Linked DNA regions of Zea mays: region 1 is linked to region 2. The links are chromatin contacts, called in public Hi-C maps. All regions are on one chromosome and are shown on one strand. The core of a region is the stretch at or near the end of the contact, and the rest is flanking DNA. Distances in the headings are between cores, read along the strand shown.

Region 1 (7,227 bases), core at 2,422-4,921, 170 kb before region 2:
CCACCGGGGCCGACGAAAATATGTTCCCAGGCTATTTTCGTCGGCCACCACCGAGGCCGACGAAAATATCCTGGCCGACGAAAATAAATGGTCGACGCACAATTTTCGTCGGTTTTAGCAAGGCCGACGAAAATAGTTTAGTTTCGTCGGTACCGACGAAAATACCCGCCTATTTTCGTCGAACTTATTTTCGGCGGCTATTTTCGTCGGCCTGCCGACGAAAATTATCTATTTTCGTCGGTTTAGGCTTATTTTCGTGGGTTTTTGGCCCACGAAAATTTAGGCGTTTCCTGTAGTGGAGGAGGAGGACATGAGTTGGCAGGACTAGGCCGGTCCGGTAAGAAGGCTCATGACAAGGTTATTTTAGGCCATGTTTCAAACCCCTAAAACTATTTGTTAATTATCTAATAAGTTGTTAGCTGATTTTAGTTGTGTTGAAATAGCTAACAACTAATAGTTATTTGAAGAGTATAACTAATAATTAGCTGATCAATTAGTTGATCCGTTTTAAACCTCAGCTAATTTTAATCACTAGCTATCAGTTTTATAGGTACACACACCAACATCGTGGTTTACAGGTACAGTTTACCATGTGGCTCTGGCCCTGCCGTGAGCACACACCAACATCGTGATTGCGTGCAAAGAATGTTGAGTTTTGTATTAAGATCTTGTTGTATATAGGTAGGTCGGAACCAGGCTAGAAGTTGTTGTGTGGCATGCACGTATGATGTGTGATTATGGGTATATGCTTGTATTCACTTCTCCTTTGTAGTTCTAAAAGCTTTAGAGTACTTAAGTTCACTTTAAAACTCTAAAACTCTAATGCGTAAAGTGGGCTGAAGTTTTAAGGCTCTCTCCAACAAGGGTACGTAAATGAGTCTATACCTTAAATTTAGCGAACACAACGCTCTCTGTCACCTCCAACAAGGGACTGCAAATGAGCCTCTAAAATTTAGAGTGTGGTCTCCAGCCGCTAAATTTCGAGGTGCACTGTAGATCCGGTACCCTACGCGAGATGCTCCTTTTCGGCTGCTAGTAGCTGGTGTCATATCTTTTTTATTATATTTTGTTTCTTGTCGACCAATGACGTAGAGAGAGAATAGAGATAAAAAAATGAGATATAGAGGATGAAAGTTAGAGAACTTTGCTGGAGACAGTGAAGCTATAGAAAACGATTTTTTAGAGTGTGCTGTAAAGGACAAAAATAGTTTTTTAAAGGATGAAATTGGGGACGTTGCTCGAGACAGTCTAAACACTGGTTTAAAGCTTTAGATTCAAAGTTAAAAACTCTAAAATATGAAGCGGTGAAACAAAGAAGCCCTAATTAAACGACTTAGGCCTTGTTTAGAATCAACCTAGTTTTTAAGAATCCAGTTTCTATCTCTAGTTTCTCGAAACTAGTTTATAAAAAAATTGGTTTATGGTGTTTAGTACCACCTCAGTCTTTATAAACTGGCTTTAGATAGCTGAGGCTAACTTCTTGGTTTTTAAGAAATTGATAATCCAGTTTCTATAAAATAGGACATAAGCTATTATGTTTGAAAACAATTTAGTTTTTATAAATTAGTTTCTTAAAAACTAGGTGTTTTCAAACAAGCCCTAACATGGAAAGGGTTTCTTACCCATTCATGTCTAAAAAGAGGGGGGCTGACTGCCTGACTTACAAAATGGAAAACAAAATTATCTCGGATGGTTTGCTCCTGCCTCAGGCATGTGGAGTGCTTGGTGGGATGTGACATGCAATAGCGATTATGTTATCCTATATGCCTTAGACCCGCGCGCACTTATTGAAATCTTGATTTTTGTATGTGTTGGCATTTTCTGTCGTACTCTGAAGTGTGTTTGTACAAAATTAAAGGGTTGAATGATTGCATATGCTTAAAAATAGTTATCCCATCTCTCCCTAATTATTACAAAACCAATTTAAAACACTTTTTTTTCTAAAAGCGGATAAATTAATGTTTCGTTAGTAGAAATTATACTGGCTAAAATACGTAACTTCGACCGACATAAAATTTTAACAGATTAAACTAGATAAGATTATGAAACTAAGCCAACAACAGCAGTCACATATAGATCGGACTTCCAGATATAAAGTTGTTGATAAAACAAGACTGCTATTCTAGAGTATGACAAAAATTAATCAACCTTTAATTTTGAAATTAAGCGAGAACCATAAATGGTTAATTATCCAAACTTTGCATTGCATGTCACTAATTTGCCTTAGCAATTCAAATCGAACGTATAGTTTAAAATAAGAAATTAATCTAGAAACAAAACTAACCATACAATCAGTAAACAAAGACAGAGGAAAGCACTAGACAGTTCTTCCTTGAATCTCCAAAAACTCTAAATCAATCTCTCCAATCGATCTAATATAGACCAAAAACTCAAGAATGTTCTAATGACTTGTTAAAGTAAATATGGTTCATGTCAAGAATGTTCTAATGACAGTCTTAGCTCTGAGGGCATGCACTTTCGGTGTTGGTTCATGTCAGGGGAACGCGTACGTGAGAGATGAGATGCATCGATATATTCTTGGCTTTACGACAGTTAGCGTAAAGCAAGTGAGAAGGCCGGGCGGGGGGTTTGGTAGAGAATCTAAACATACATATAATTACAAGAAAAGAACACCGCGTAGTAGGATGAGTCCATCGTTGAATATAATGGAGCAGCACTCGCATTGTTCAACCCTAGTACGTGCGCGTTAAGGAACGACTTCTTCTTCTTCTTCTTCTACTCGTCAGTCCCGAATGCAAGCAGAATGCATATGCATCTGCTGTACAATGTTGACTGGAGTATCTCTCCACATCCATGCATCATGCTATACCTGTCGTGTGCTCGCATGCATCGGTCATTCCGTCTTTTTCCGGATATCAATATATTATATTTCCGGATAGGAAATATATTATATACTCCAACCTAATCTTGGTTAATTGGAGCTTGGTAATTACATTTAGTTTGGAATATCTTACAAATTAGAGGCTTCTACGAAGCACCATTTTTACACATGCATAAATCGAATTAATCTGACATTATATTATATTTTCGGATAGGAATATTATATATATATATATATATATATATATATATATATATATATATATATATATATATATATATATATGACATGCATATAAGCATATTATTTCTGACGTGCGCAAAGGCTTCGAAAAAGTCGACGTCGCTGCTCGATCCGATTCAGGAAACTAACCTGTTTGGCCGACTGGTCACTTTCAGCCGTTTATTATTTCTAAAAGCACACACATGCATGCAGATAAACGAAAGCGCCATCCATATATACCCGTCTCTATCGTCGTCGACTGACATTTACTCGCTCATCGTCTTCGAATAAACCATGCATGCATAATGCATTGACCAACTCATAAATTGAGCAAAGCAGAGCAGAGCAGCCACGACATCGGCCATGGCATTAGTGAAAAATGATTCAACATCGACGTAGTTGTCTTATTCCAATTAAAAAAAAACAAGTCTAAATTATAGGCCCTATATTTTTCCATAGCAAAATACGTCAAAAATGATTCAGTAAGTAACTAGTTTAGACTCGAATAGAAAAACTGTCCTAGCTGGTTTTATCGGACCACACGGCTGCCTGGCCCAGGTCTCAAACCGGCTGGCCAGGACGGTTTCATTGGGCCTAAGAAGGCCGGCAGGGTACAGCCCAGCAGATTTTAACACAAGAGACATTGTCACAACACCTTTTATTTAACCCTTGGACAAATCTGGTCGTCAACGTAACTCTATCTTCACTCTAAAGCACAAGTTATGTGTACCGTGTGTTACGGGCGAAGCAGGTAGATCAGTTTTTCTCCTCCACATCGCTTAACAACCAGACTATTACATTTTCAGATAGACTGTAAGGAAACACTTAAGCCCAACATAATAAGTCACACACAACACCACGTTCCTGTATAGTACCACCTCATTAGTTGAAGAAGGACGAACGGCCGAACGAACTATAGAAAAAGAGGCAGGTCTTCTTTTTAACTCATACTTTTCTCGGATTTTTCGCTAAAATAATGTGAAGTATCTGCAATATATGATGTGTGAGCCATATGTTCACTTAATTTTTTTTGAAAGATCTATCACACTAGTTTATCACTAGACGTTCAGATATCATCAAATAGATACCGTCGCAACGCACGGTCAACTAGTGGAAAGTTCAGCCTCAGCGTACATGTCTCACTCATGGTTGCAGCACAACGCAAGTGATGTGGTCTGTGACTTGTGAAGTTGTGATGGATCGCTTACTCGTGCCTTGCAAACCTCTTCGGGTTCTAAGTTCTCTGCTATACACGGCACGGCGTTTGCCGATCAAACTTGCTTCGTTTCGTACTGAGGTAGCGAACGAACGCAATTGGTGCGTTAAGGATTTTATCATTCGTTGGCGTGGAAGCACGTTTGGCCACAGAGAAATGTGAATGTGTGATGCCGTGTGTAAAATACACGGTTGCTCTAGTGTTCCCAGGCCCATCAGGTTTTATTAGGCCGCAACGCCACTGATTCAGACGATTTCAGATATTCGTATGTGTGCCTCAAATCTCATGCCCATGACTCCGTAAGGTCAGCCTGTTCGCTTGGCTTTCGTCTCTGCCAGCTTTATTTTACCTCTATGAATTACAGTTCCAGCAATATAAACAACTGACTTTAATCCGAAGCGAGGTCTAATATAAAAAGAGCATAACAAACGATCCTCCTCAACTCAAATGTCAGGCTTAATAATCGACCCATGTTTTTTAAGGTCCGTGATCAGTTACACATAAAAAGATTCTATTACTTTTCTTTTCAATTCGTATTGAGTTGGTTTCACGTGTGTTCATATATATGGTTCCACGGATCACTTTATTCTAGATGAGATGGTATTGTTGGAACCTGCCCTCAAGGACAGGTTGATCCAACGGGAAAGTAGGGAGAGAGTTTTCGAAGCTTAACACGGGATACCAAAAGCCTTGTTGATCTCCCCGTGCCTGGGCACAGTACGGAGGTATTTATAGGTACTCGAGGGGCCGCTTGCTCCTGTCAAAGACATTTAGACCCTCGAGTACCTGGTTTATCCCCAGAATATTCCCACGAGAGAAGGTTATAGACAGTCATTACGGTAAACTTTATTATAGACACGACCCTAATCACACATGTCCACGCAGGGCCCAACTCTGGGCCGAATCGCACATGGGCCTCTCTCGGTGGTGAGGGAGTGGGAGGTCCCGTAGACTTCGGCGGGGCCTTCGTCTTGTCTCGTGTGAGCGAAGGGGGTCGAACTGGCCTCCGCCCGGTTAGCGCCCTTGGCCTATCCTGTCGGGTTGTGGATTCAGCCTTCGCCTGTGCAAGGCGAGAACGAAGTCGACGAGCGAATGGTGGCGTGTTCGCCTTCGCCCCAACATTTGCCCTCCGAGGGACCAGTTTGACTAAGTCAGCTGGTGCCGAAGACCACCGTGAGATGGTGAAGACGCTGCCCTCGCTCGAAGTGGTCCCGCGGGGGTTTTTGAAATGTGACCGTTGATGGACGTGTTACTGTTGGACTGCATGTTTCCCAAGGAGTCGCGTCGCGCCTATAAAAAGCCGACCGCGGCCGGGCCCGTTTTTGGCTTGCATTTGCGTAGTAGAAACCCTAGCTTTTTTGAATTGCTCGTCTGCCCTCCTTGCTCGCTCTGCTTCGGAAATCTGGCCCGTATCAAGTAGACCGCGCGCCGCCGCCGACGTTACGTTGCAATGTCTTCTTCTTCGTCTGCCGCGAGCGCATCGTCGGTCGTGCCGTCGTCCGAGGAGACCTTGAGTGATTTGGCGGTGATGGAGTTGCAGCCTGGCCATACCGTGGAGTTTGGTACTTTGAGGATTTCATCGGTCCGCGTGCTAGAGTTGCAGCGGCTTGATTACTTTGGTAACGGTGTCAGGCGGGCCCCGGGTGCAGAGGAGGTCCCCGAGCCTGAAGGCGAGTTAGTAGTTTTTGAGGCTTTTTTGTTGCCGGTCTTTGCTTCCCGACACATCGATTCGTGGCAGAGGTGTTGCGAAGGTTTGAAGTGCAGGTCCACCAGTTGACGCCGAACGCCGTGGTGGCACTAGCGAAGTATGTCTGGGTAGTTACTTCCTACGGCGGGCAGCCGTCTGTGGAGGTCTTCGCTAAAAATTATTGCTTGCATTGGCAGAAGAGGAAACTAGGAAATAAGATAGCACAATTCGGATCGTGCACCTTCACGCCGAGGACTGGGAAGACTTCGGCTGAGGTTGTGGAGATAGTCCCCTGTGCTAGGAACAAATGGGGCAACTGGTGGGACTTTTGGTTCTATGTGGCTCCCGGTGACGTCGAAGACCTGCCGAGCCTACCTTCGGCCATTCTGTACTCACACTGCTATGTGGCGTTTCCTCGATTCGAGGTGGCGGAGGAAGATGAAGATGAAGGGGCCCTTCGACATGCTGCTCGCCTGAGTAGCGAACGTGACTTGGTTGAAGAATTTATTGTGTATGGAGTGTGGCCCTTGGCGCACAGCTGGGTATTGGGCGAAGTGACCCCCCGTCGGATGCCAACCCTGGGCAACCAGCTAGTGCGAAGTCCTGCCTTTGTGGTGGATTTACACGGTCGCAACCCGGCCGCATTTGTGCGTGAAGTGGAGGCCGAGGCCGCGAAGATTGTAGGAAAATATGTGCCGAAGACGGAAACTCTGAGGAGTTGGGATATCCGCGGTTCAAATGTTAGGTTGAACCGTGTTTTTGAGTTGAATCGTTTGCCGTATGCCGGCTACCCGGGGGACGACTATGCCGATGTTGCTATCCGCCCGGGGAAAAAGGCGATGACCATGGCCGACGAGGGCCCTTCACGTGGAACAGCGCCGGCCGCGGCCGCCAAGAAGAGGAAATTAGGTACAACAGCTGAGGGGTCGAGGGCTTTCGATCGTTTTGCTGCGGATTTGTTGGAGACCTGCACGGTTCCCGAGGAGACGATGTCTTCGCCCGAGCTCCGGAAATCTTCCGCACGAATGCTGAAGGTTACCGAGGGTCGCTGGCCTAGGAATGTTCCGATTCTTCGGGCGGCCGGCGAGGACATGTTTACATCTCGATTAGCTCGTGAGATGAAAATTTTTCCTTACGGACGGAATGTTGGTGCTGTTGTATCGGCAGTGATGGAGAAGGATTGCCAAGACGCGCCATGAAAACGCCGGGTGTTCGCCAGGGTGGGGGACCCGAGGCGCGAGGCGAAAATGGCACGGACGA
Region 2 (6,316 bases), core at 1,922-4,421:
GCCAAATGGGACATTTGTTGAGTGCGTTGATGTGTACTCACCCTTGCTTTCATAAAACACCAAGTTGCCTTTAGTGCAATCTATACTCAGGTAAAGGAGAAGAAAGTGTCGAGGCGGATCTCCAGGAGTTCTAGAACTTCGATGAGTTCGAGGTTTAGGCTAGCAACCTCACCCAGTCAGCTACCTATGGTGGGTGTGTTTACATTGGCTACGTTTCTATTATATGCACTTTGATATATATTATATAAATTGCTCTAGTTTGTAATATTATTTCTTACTCTTTATTAATATTCAAAGCATTGTGCTATGATGAGTCATTTATGTAATCGCTGTGTACGTGAATTTCTGATCCTGGTACGTACTTGATTCGCATTCGGTTTACATTCCAAAACCGGGTGTGACAGGAACCATGTAAGGTTCCGACTAATCCTCGGTGGTACCCCTACGCAAAGGGTAGCCCACGTGAGGGCCAAGCACCACGGACGAGTGACTCCCTAGAGAGCCGCGAGCCTTCTCCACGCGCAAGTGGTGCTCCGCTTCCAGCCTCCTCCCGGATGCTCCCTGCCGTCTTCACTATCGAGCTTCTGGCCGAAACACTGAGGGCCTCGTTCCCTCCGGTATACAGTGGTGGGCGTGACACAAACTCGATTGTGACAGTCTCGTGAGACTCTCACCCCACTCGATACAATATTACAACGGCTCGCGCAAGAGCCGAGGGTTGTGGTGGGTTTTTCTTACCTCACTCAACTATCTAGCATTACACTAGAGCAAGCACAATAGCGGTCTAACTAGACTAAGCACCTCGCAAAAGCACCTATACTAATCACTGGATGAATCTCTTGTGCACTTGTGTGTTGGAGCTCTTGGAAATGTGCCTCTATGGTTGGGATATGTTTCTTGTGCTCCACATACCTCAAATGGCCAGTTGGAGGGGTATAATTAGCCCCCCTCAAATAGAGTCGTTGTGTGATATCCTGGCCCCAGTGGATGGTGATATCCTGGCCCAAGGCTTAATAGAATTAATAGAGTACTCATACCAACAAGGTGCATCTTCTTTTTCAGAAGCCTACCTCAAAAGAACCTCCAAGTTAAGTGTGCTTGGCTTGGAGTAATTTGGGATGAGTGACTGACCGGGAAGTTTTCTCGGGTGCGCATGAGTGAGGACAAAGTGCACATAAAAGACCCATGTTGAATTGTGGGGACAATATATGATCCTAGAGAGCTGTCAGGAGTAAGTACCACTGGTCCGAGAGTGGACGGGGTGTTACAAATGGTATCAGAGCCGACCCTCGCGGTTTCACGGGCGTGTGTGGGTTAGGGGTTCGGGTATATGGCGCATGGCGCATGTGGGCCCGGAGTGGTCACATGGCATGACATATGACGACACTAGATACACGGACGTGGCGAAGAGGGGAGGTTCCTGGATTGGGGTTGACCGACGAGGACCTCGGTCTTTATAGGCGGGGTGGATTGTGATATCCTAGCCTAAGGCTTAATAGAATTAATAGAGTACTCATACCAACAAGGTACATCTTATTTTTCGGAAGCCTATCTCGGAAGAACCTCCAAGTTAAGTGTGCTTGGCTTGGAGCAATTTGGGATGGGTGACCGACCAGGAAGTTTTCTCGGGTGCGCAAGTTAAGTGTGCTTGGCTTGGAGCAATTTGGGATGGGTGACCGACCGGGAAGTTTTCTCGGGTGCGCATGAGTGAGGACAAAGTGCGCACAAAAGACCGTGTTGGTCTGTGGGGGACAACATATGATCCTAGAGAGCTGTCAGGAGTAGTACCACCGGTCTAGGAGTGGAAGGGGTGTTACACGTTGGACAGAAAGAAACTTTTTCTACACGAGACATGTCCGGTGCCATGGCCACGTCAGCCGATCGTTGGAAGTAGCTATTGCCGAGCTTCTGCCGATCGTTGAGCTTAACTGTCTGGTGTGCACCGGACATGACCGATGGCTAGCTTCCTAAGAGCCTGTTTGTAGAGCTCTCTGAGTTGACTATCCGGTGTACAACGGACTATTCGATCCCTCTGTCCGGTGCACACCGGACATGTCCGATGCGCCAACACAGCGCCAACTGTCAGGCCCTTTATCTGACTTCTCTAGTCCTTTTCTTTGGGCTCTTTTGATCTTGTGTCTTGGACTTTGTTGTGTATATGTTGTTCCTTCTTGAGTCTTAGATCTTCTTTTGAGGCGTTGCATCCTCCAAGCCTAAGTCCAATCCACTTTGCATCCTATAAACTACAAAACAGAAACACTTGGAACACATTAGTTTACAAGGTTATGTTGATCATCAAACACCAAAATCACTTAGCCAAATGGACCAGGGTCTATTTTCCTTTCAGGATCAACAATAAATTATGACTATTCTCCTTATTTTTATCGTTTGGTTTTTAAGGAGACTCGATTGATATGTTGATTTCTCATATTTTGTGATAAGATTATCTTAGAGAAATGTTGACCTGAGTTGTATGCCTCACCATTTATTTTCTTCATTAGGGTTTTTGAGATGATGGCTATAGACATACTATTATTCTTTGGGCTAGAGATCCATGGGAGAACAGTGCTATACCATGGTTCTACTCTTTATTTTTCTCACTAAGTTTTAAGGAGTTCACTTGGTACTATTTAACTTAATATACATTTATCTTAGATTTCTTATATATATATATATATATATATATATATTGGAAGAATAATTGAAGGCTGTTTTGATTGGATCGATCGAGGGGAAGTGTTGAGGATAATCGCTCCAACGATTGAGACAACCGTTCGCTGGCGTACGGTCACGATGAACAGTCGTGTCCCTACACCCTACACCGCACCCCTATACTTTGTATATAAGAAACCACGTCCACCCATAAAGCTTCATTTGGTGATCCGGGATCCCGGGAGGATCGGAGGGAATTAGTTCATTTCCTCCAATCCCCTCCAATCCTCCCGAGATCACTTGTCACCAAATCAACCATAAAGTATTGATTAATTCCTCTCCATCTTTTTATCTCTATGTCTCATTTACATTGTATTTCAAGAAGTCATACGGAGCGAACGTTACTATAGCACACGGAGGACCTTTCGAGAGCCACGCTGTAAACCTATGCACACAAAAAAGAAGAAAAAAATACCACCCTTGCTCTTAAGCTTCGCGTCAGCCACCCTCCGCTATTCGTTCTATCTCCTTCTCCACTGGGCCAACTCCGCTCTACTCTCCAATCCCAGGCGAATCCCTCGTCTTCTTCGACCGCGTGTCGGAGCTTCATCTTCTCTGGTCCGCCTGCCCTGATTTGCCGCTCCGCTCTCCCCCCCTTCCGCCGGAAAGGGGGGAAATTGATGGCGAGGCTAGTAAGTATGTCTGATCACTGTGCCTTGTCGAACCCTCCGTGCCGTGGGTTTCCTCCGCAGGGGAGCCTCTTTTCTTGCTCGCCGTGGCCTCCCGCGAAATGGGTTCTCTGGGATTGTCGCATAGTGCCGTGTTCCTGCTAGGGGGATGCCCGGGTCTCGATTCGCTCTGCTCTCGTCGCCGCAAATCGGGATCTTCCTGTGCGCGCGTGACGCGTCCCTTGAGATCTTGCGCGTATTGATTGTGTAGCTTCCGTACTGGATTGACTCATGGGAACAGCGCTAGTACTGAGCACTGACTGGCTATGGCTCCGTGCTGGTTGCAGGTGGCTCTGGCATCGATGGTGGCAGTTCTGGTACTCGGCCTCGCCTGTGCAGAGGCGGAGCCACAGTGCACGCGGCGCCGCCCGCCCGCGCCGCCGCGGCCGCACAGCGTGACGATCACCGAGTTCGGGGCCGTTGGTGACGGCGTCACCCTCAACACCGTGTCCTTCCAGAACGCCGTCTTCTACCTGCGCTCCTTCGCCGACAAGGGCGGCGCGCAGCTGTACATTCCCAGGGGCCGGTGGCTCACCGGCAGTTTCAATCTCACCAGCCACCTTACCCTCTTCCTGGAGAGTGGCGCTGTCATCGTTGGCACGCAGGTTGTTGTCCACCTCAATTTTGCAATTGTTTTCTCTCTCTTCTGTCCGCGTGAGCATTTTGCTGTGTCATTACTTGTCCAATTCCGTTCCGTAGAGCATAGGCAGCTGGGTGTTTAGGATGTTGTTTGGCCATCAATTTTCGATTTGCATTTGCATTTGCATTGAGAGTTGCTAGCAACGCAATGGCCAGCCCATGCCACCATTTGTTTGTTTGGATACGGTTGGTGGAAGATGTCCTACTGGAGCGATATTTTTCCAGCCTTCCTGGTAAACCTCATAGGTGAGGCTTCTATTTCTAGGATTTAATCTGAAAATATTTTGCTTGGGAGTGAGGTATATGTTTTGTTCTTCCATATTTTCGTTAAGTACTACAACGTTCCATATTCTTTCGGATCTTTGCTAGCGTAATGGTATGCGACTTTGCTAATCAAGACAGGAGCACTAGATGATGGTGACACGTAGTTATCGATGTGAGGGGCAGTAGCTAAGGAAAGACAAATACCATTTGCATTGATTTGAAGTCAAGCTGCTTTATGCACTGGGCTGATTGAGATTGTTTGTCTGTAATATATAGTTTTCTGCATGGTGAGGACATGTCTAGTATCTGTTCCATTGCATGCTGGTGAAGTTTTGTTTGTTCGGAAAGAGCAGTCTAAGATCTTTAATAGGCGTTGCAAATCTTTGAACATTGAAAGGAACATATTTTGTATGCATTTCACTTTTTCTCCTTATAGCTGTGAAATTAGATGCCTTATCGTAAGTTAAACATTTAAACTAACTGTAAGCACTTGTGTTTTTACTTCAGGACGTTTCACAGTGGCCTGTTGTCGAACCTTTGCCATCATATGGACGAGGAATGGACCTTCCAGGTTCGAGGCATCGAAGCTTAATAAACGGGCAGAATCTAGTTGATGTTGTAATTACGGGTAAATGAAATCTTAAAGCACGCTTGGTTTGAGACATATCAGTATTTTATCTAGTAGTTATTTGATTTACATACTTAAAGAACACACTTCTTTCAGGAAACAATGGAACAATCGATGGCCAGGGTTCTACATGGTGGAACTGGTTTCGTTCGAATAAGTTGAACTATAGTCGCCCTCATCTTGTGGAGTTTGTGGACTCTGAGCAAATCGTCATTTCGAACATAACATTTTTAAATTCCCCTGCTTGGAGTATACATCCAGTGTATTGCAGGTACGCTAACATTGTTTGCAACTATAGAATCTGCTCTGCTCTGTCCTGCTAGATTTTTGAGACAGAGATTGTCAAAAATTACTTACTGACATGTTTCCGTTGTTTTCCATCAGCAATGTAGTGGTCCATAGTGTCACAATTCAGACTTCATTGGATGCTCCACTTAATCATGGAATCGTTCCAGGTAACGCAGCACTTGATCATCATGCATTCCTTACCTTAGTCAAAATCCATGTGACCGGAACATTTTTTTGGATATGTATCCTGAGTATCATCTACTTAAAGTATGTCTTAACTGAGACAAGTTATACTAGCCAGTTTCAGTTGTGGCTGTGTACTTGGTGGAGACAGCAAATTATTCTATGCTCTACGTTTAACATTTTAACCCATCACCTGAGGTGATTCGCCGCAGAACCATGGCCAAAACCTGATCCATTCCTCTCTGCGTATGTGTTTTTTTTTCTGTAGATTCATGCTCAAATATGTGCATCGAGGACAGCAGTATCAGTGTTAGCCACGACGCCATATCACTAAAAAGCGGGTGGGACAAGCAAGGCATTGCTTTCGGGAGGCCAACCTCAGACATCCACATAAGCAGACTGGATCTGCAGTCCTCACTGGGCGCCGCTCTCGCGTTCGGGAGCGAGATGTCGGGCGGGATCTCGGACATCCATGCGGACCGCCTCCTCATCCACTCTTCGTCCAGAGGCGTCTTCTTCAAGACCGCGCCGGGACGCGGAGGCTATATCAGAGACACCGTGATCTCAGACGTCCAGATGGAAGACGTCGACGTCGCCATCGCATTCACCGGTGACTGGCCAAGCCACCCAGATGACCAGTTCGACCCGGCCGCGCTCCCGGTGGTCAGCCACATCACCCTGAAGAACATGACTGGAACAAGAATCTCGGTCGCTGGCGTTTTGTCAGGAATCGCCGGCGACCCGTTCACCGACATCTGCCTCTCCAACATCAACTTCTCACTGGCCGATTCGGCCAGTCCCACCTCCCACTGGTCTTGCTCCAACGTCTCCGGATACTCCGAGCTGGTCTTCCCCGAGCCTTGCCTGGATCTGCAGACCCAATCCTCAGACGCTTCCGTCTGCTCCACCCTCCCTAGCTTCCACGCCGCCGCCA

Evidence for each region. Hi-C and Micro-C count contacts between places; a contact is called where the count stands out from the background.
Region 1: a contact with region 2 is called in a Hi-C map of tassel, with 4 times the contacts expected there. The contact joins the enhancer-like site here to the promoter of LOC100282607 in region 2. A contact is called at or near these places in 4 of 25 Hi-C or Micro-C datasets (ear, endosperm, leaf and 1 more).

What each region holds. Positions count from the first base shown.
Region 1 is chr10:22,870,400-22,877,626 of Zm-B73-REFERENCE-NAM-5.0, reverse strand. No RefSeq gene overlaps it. Among protein-coding and RNA genes, the nearest start is that of LOC103640940, 8.3 kb to the right of the region's middle. Within about 2 kb of position 3,671, at least 14 of the 20 cell types and tissues checked have an H3K27ac peak or open chromatin away from gene starts, as enhancers often do. A contact at or near this core is called in ear, leaf and tassel, where this site is marked.
Region 2 is chr10:22,699,816-22,706,131 of Zm-B73-REFERENCE-NAM-5.0, reverse strand. It overlaps LOC100282607 (polygalacturonase), which reads left to right and starts at 3,171. Exons shown (of 6, transcript NM_001155515.1): 1 at 3,171-3,344; 2 at 3,668-3,985; 3 at 4,791-4,911; 4 at 5,008-5,182; 5 at 5,296-5,366; 6 at 5,651-6,316. The coding sequence starts at 3,333.